Linked DNA regions of Gossypium hirsutum: region 1 is linked to region 2. The links are chromatin contacts, called in public Hi-C maps. All regions are on one chromosome and are shown on one strand. The core of a region is the stretch at or near the end of the contact, and the rest is flanking DNA. Distances in the headings are between cores, read along the strand shown.

Region 1 (2,810 bases), core at 86-2,585, 260 kb before region 2:
TTACAAAAAGCTATCTGTCTAATGACAATATCACTTAACTGAATTAATCATACTTTTTTCCTACTAAAATTTAAAAAAAATCAAAAAAATACAACAATTTTTCGTGCATAAGAAAGAAAGTACGTTTCATTCATTCAAAAATAACAATAATTGTTAAATATTTGGAGATTCATTGCAAAATCCAACCGTCGAATGTGATTTTATGATCATTTATATAATTAATTTTCAGTATCGAAATATCAACAATAGATTGGAGAGCTTGAATTCGAGTAATTAGTAATGTTTCTTATCGTAAAGCTAAACCCTAGAAACAATTAAAAAGAACATCATCAAAACTTTTAAATACAAAAGATACAGAGAATTCAGCAACGATATGGAATTTGGATACGAAATTTGATTTAGTCTATATTTCTTCTATTTTTATCAACCAAAATAGTTTGGAAGAGTTACAAAGCGGTAAAGCAAAAGAGGCCCAAAGCAAAAGAGGCAGAGCAAAGCAGCAGTAGAGGCACAAAGCAGTAAAGCAAAAGAGACACAAAAGCCAGAATTTTCCCTCTTTTTTTTTTCTGTTGGAAGAGTTACTTACCTGCGGAAGAGGAACTAAAAAGCAACTAAAAACAAAGCATAATTAATAATTAAAGAGAAGAAGAAGAAAACAAACTCACCTGCGGAAGAGAAATAAAGAACAGGAAAGAGCTTTCACAGTGAAAATGTGAAAAAAATGGGCATAAAGCTTTCACAGTAGAGGAAAGAACGTTTTTTTTTTGGGGGGGGGGGAGAAGACAGGTTAATTTGGTCAATTATCAGCCAAAAGCACTTCAAGCTTTTTCGATGGTGAAATTTTTAGCTCTTCATTTGGAGAAAATGACGTTTTAGATGGTGAATTTTTTGAGAAAATGGAGGCCATTCTTCATTCCTTTTAAGAGAAAAGGACTTTTTATTGCAGAAGTCCTTCTAAAACGCAATGGAGAACGGGGCCTAAATCTATAACTTTACACCTAAAACAAGACTAATGACATAATTTAACCAAACAGATTTAACTGTTACCATCGGGTTAGGATTAAAATTTCAAAACTCAAAAAGGTAAGGACTAAAATTAATCAAATTAAAGTACATGTACTAAATCTACAATTTACACAAAGTATAGGGTCTAATAACAAAAATTGAACCTTTTGTACTATATAATTGGAACAGGTCATATTATTTTAGAGTAGGGCCTACATCAGGATTCATGAACTCTATTATTCTTTTGATTGGATAAATAATATATGAAACGGTGCGTTTCCGGAAACCGTATTTGTAATCGGGATAGGATAAAGGCAGCCCTACAACCAAACAAACCTGAACCGAGACTCGTACAAATAAATGCCAAAAACCCTAGACTCTGGAGTAATAGAAAGAAACAGAAACCCTAGCAATATTTTCTTCTTAACGTTTAAGAAGAACAAGGGAAAATCCTAAAAGAAAATGGCAAAGTCGATGAGATCGAAGAGAGAGAAGAGGCTGAGAGCCATAAGGAGGGAAATAGTGGAACCTTTCTATCAGAAGAAAGATGAAGCTAAGATGGTTGCCATAGAGGCTGCCCTGGCTGCCCCTAAGCTGCCCGCCTCTTCCCCACCCTCTGGTTCTATGCAGCTCGAAGAACAAGTTACCGCACCCAGTTCCGCAACAACCAATCTGAACTCCATGGGTATATATATACATATGATTCAATTTCAGATTTTCTTTTTCCCTTCTGTTTATATATGTAATTCATTCGTTTTCTGCCATTGGACAGAGGTGGAGATGGCTGACTGTGATGAAAACAAGACCAAGGCCTCCTTGAGAGCTATTGGTAGAATAGGAAAGATGTCCAAAAAGAAATTGAAGATCGCCAAAAAGAAGCGCCGCGCCGGTGGTAAGGGAAAGATCAGGGGGAAGCGTAATCTTTGATTCTTAACTCTCTACTCCCAAATTTTTCTTGCCTTTTTATCCTTTTTATGTTGTAATACTATTATCGTCGAGTTTGTCTAGTTGAACGAGATAACACTGAGTTGTTACGCTTTTCTTTTCTTTTTTATTTGAAATATTAATTAGTAATGCTGTAGCTTAGGTGCTAATTTTACTAGTATCTAATTAAATGATAAAAACCAGTGAGCTAAATTCTTAAATAATGCTAAATATTGTTAAGAATTCAAAGGTTGCTTTTACTTCCCTTAATGGGATTATTCTAATTCAGTGTTCTTACTTTATTAGTTCCTTTTGGTGTGGAATTATATATGTTTTACTAAGGTTCTATTGAAATTAAGCTTGTTTGCTAATTGAAAACTTCAAAAAAATGGAAGAAAAAAAAGTAGAAGGAAAATAAAAGCATTGAGTAGAAGTAATTGATTAAAAGAAAATTGAAAGAGGGGTTGTCTATAATGTGGGAATAAAACTAAATTGCTTTGTTTAAGCATCTATAGGGCGGAACTAAGATGGTCTGTATGAGGACCTGTAAGGTTAGCATGCATATGAGAGTAAGTTAAAGATGATAACAACTGGTTTTTACTGGCAACCCTTGAAAAATGAAGAAATGACTTTCTATTGGTAAAGAGTAAAACTGTAAACTCTAGGAGATGACTTTCTATATTCTTTGTTCTTCCATAAGAAACCATGAGTTTTTAGAGATAATGGGTTGAATATCTATCATTTTGTTTGGTACCATTACTCATCCAAACATGGATGCTTTGATTAGGTTTGTCTTGTGTTACTATTTCTCAGTGATGCCATGCATTGTATTCAAGCTTTTTTTCCCCCTGAATTTCCTTTATCGGAATCTGAAACTTCTG
Region 2 (2,966 bases), core at 279-2,778:
ATATAAATGTTCTTAACACCTCTTTGGTACGTCCAAAGTATAATATGCGCCTCGTGCCTCATCAGTATAAATCGAAGTACAATCCCGTACACTAATCCTATGGCATGCCAACTATACTCGACTATATCCAAGACTTTTAATAGGGTATCAAAGTTTCAAACATATATAGTTCACATACATAATTTAGTACCTAATAAATTCACATCATGCTCAAATAAATTTCATGTCATTTCATATCATCTTATTATATTAACATGTTTTTTATATTATTCATCATATCCATATCATCATATTTAGTATCATCACATTTTTCACAAGTTACCTACTATTTTATACTTACCATTAACCTGACAAGTATGATCATTAACTTATGCATGATAGTTGTAACAAGTCATACATATATATATTAAACTCAAATCATGAAAGTAAAAGCCAAAATAGGCTACTCGTATACGACCTTCACCTTTCCTTTATCTCAAGATGACCCGACGTCATCCTTAACTACATACAATAAATTCGATATAGAAATAATACCAGTTTCACATAAACATAGGAAAACACAACAATTTAATATAATGTAGTTTTAGTCCGTATATCCGGAATACTCATATTTTTCAATATTTAGTATCAAATAAAAATCTAATTTCACATTCTTTCATAAAGGACCCAAACTTTCAATTATAACATTATTTTCTAAAGTTTTCACTTTATTGAAATTAGTCCCCAATATAAAAAATTAACTATATAGCTATACCTTTAAAACTAAGCTACTTTGACTATCTTTTGATACAATTTTAACAAAATCTAAGCTAAACATTTAAACCTCCATTATTTTCAAGTTAACAACTCTTTAATGGCAATTTAGATTTAACATAACAATTTGAAATTTTAACACATGGGTACAATATGCTAGGTTGACAAAATCATAAATTCACACAAATTAAATGAAAATTTACATTTTTACCTTGAGAATTTTTGACCGAAAATGGCTATGGAATAAGCATTTTTTTTTCTTCCTAACTTGGACGGCAAAGATGGAGAATATGAGAACACCTTTTCTCTCAAACTAACGTTGTCTATTTAAACATATATATATATATTAGAAAATTTTAATGAATAATACTTTTTTGAGTTTTTGCATATTTAAATATTTATATAATTTTCAATAACTCTTTTACAATTTTTTTAAAGTTTTTTTTATTTATCCAAAATGAATCTAAACAATGTTGTTCAAATTTATTTATATGTACATTCTAATTATTATTTTTTTAATTATTTTTTGAAAAAATTAATTTTATTAGTACTCGCACGAGATAATTTTTAGTAATTTTGTTAATCATGAAAATTAACTATCAAATCAATCAACTGCTAATTTTTATTAATTAATAAAACTAATTAATATTTTTTGAATCATTAAAAACTCAATTGAGTCAACATTTTTTATAACTGTCAATTAAATTTGTTATTTAAAATTTTCTTTTTGACCCTCATATATGATTAAATATAGTATAGATGTTTAGTGAGGCGAGTCAAAGTTTGGGTTCACAAGTCAAATCCAACTCAGAGTTCAGACGCATCAAGACTACGACCGAAACATATATTCATGGTGAGACACCTTTAAAAACCCTTATTAACCTCTACTCTCACAGCTGCTTCAACACAAAACCCAAGAAAAAAAATAAGAACATGCCAGCCCAGGATGACGAGGAGCAGGGCCAGGTATTCTTTGATGAATCCGACATAATCCACGAAGTTGATGTCGACGAAGAAGGTTTCGGTCTCTCTATCTAAATTTACGTTTCCTTTGTTACTATATTCTTTTAATATTATTTGTATTTTTCTTTCTGTGCGTGGGTTTATTCAGATCTTCCTGATGCTGACGATGAGGATGATATTGAAAATATTGAGGATCCAGATGATTCTATTCACATATTCACTGGCCATACGGGTATTAACAATTTCTTTTTTTAGTTGTTGTTTTGTGTTTTCATGTTCAAAGCTGGGATTAGATTTCGTGGTAGCTTCAAACGGCTTAACTTTATTGTTCAGACCTTGATTTATCTGGATTTTAAGTTTAATTTGAAATTCGATATTAGTTCCTGAAAATAATCATTGATGTTTGTTGAATTTTAATTTGCCATACTATTTTTCTTGAGAGAAACTTGCTTTGATTACCAGCTCAAATGTCAAAACTAATCTGTGTTTCCTTAAAGGGGAAAATAGATCTTAGAATTGTTTACGAAATTATTCCATCAATATAGAAATGGGAACTAGAATATTTAGAAAGGGTTGTCCCATCAGATTATTGTAATGTTTATTCTATCTCAATTTACTCTTTACTACTAGCTTCCTTCATGAAGGCTATTTTTCACAATAGATGAACATCAAGCATCATTACGAAAGTTTGTAAGAAAAACAAAATCCTTATGAAAGTCATCCTCTATGCGTCTAAAAGAATTTAGAGAGAAAACTCACCAGAATTTGTACAGAATCTTAATGCAATGAATGTTTTTCCAGGTGAACTTTATGCAGTTGCCTGTAGCCCAACAGATCCAGTGTTAGTGGCTACTGGGGGTGGAGATGATAAGGGGTTCCTTTGGAAGATAGGTCATGCTGATTGGGCTTCTGAGCTCCAAGGTATGGCCATGATACAATACAACATCTAGACAGTTCACTCTCTTTTTGCAGTACAAGTTTTTCTCTTCAGTGATTTATTGAAGCCAATTTTACTTTTGCATTTTGCCAAAGTGGATGTGACACACACATCCCTTTGACTTTTCTAACATTCTTCATTTCTTATGCTTCTACTAAACCTCTTGTAAATGCAACGCCTGTGCAGGCCATACCGATTCAGTCTCTACTTTAGCCTTTAGCAGTGATGGACAACTACTTGCATCTGGAGGTTTTGACGGACTTGTTAAAGTTTGGGATACCTTTGGAAATTTCAAACGCACACTTGAGGGTCC

Evidence for each region. A called contact is a pair of places that touch in the nucleus more often than the background predicts.
Region 1: a Hi-C map of leaf shows a contact between it and region 2, with 2.5 times the contacts expected there. The contact joins the promoter of LOC107889813 here to the promoter of LOC107956204 in region 2. A contact is called at or near these places in 3 of 34 Hi-C or Micro-C datasets (all in leaf).

The regions. Positions count from the first base shown.
Region 1 is chrD06:30,187,771-30,190,580 of Gossypium_hirsutum_v2.1, reverse strand. LOC107889813 reads left to right here and starts at 1,335. Exons shown (of 2, transcript XM_016814372.2): 1 at 1,335-1,690; 2 at 1,778-2,086. The coding sequence starts at 1,468. The coding sequence ends at 1,932. LOC107889803 reads right to left here and starts at 907. Exons shown (of 3, transcript XM_041095469.1): 1 at 666-907.
Region 2 is chrD06:29,926,837-29,929,802 of Gossypium_hirsutum_v2.1, reverse strand. LOC107956204 (angio-associated migratory cell protein) reads left to right here and starts at 1,528. Exons shown (of 10, transcript XM_016891930.2): 1 at 1,528-1,771; 2 at 1,865-1,948; 3 at 2,518-2,637; 4 at 2,840-2,966. The coding sequence starts at 1,687.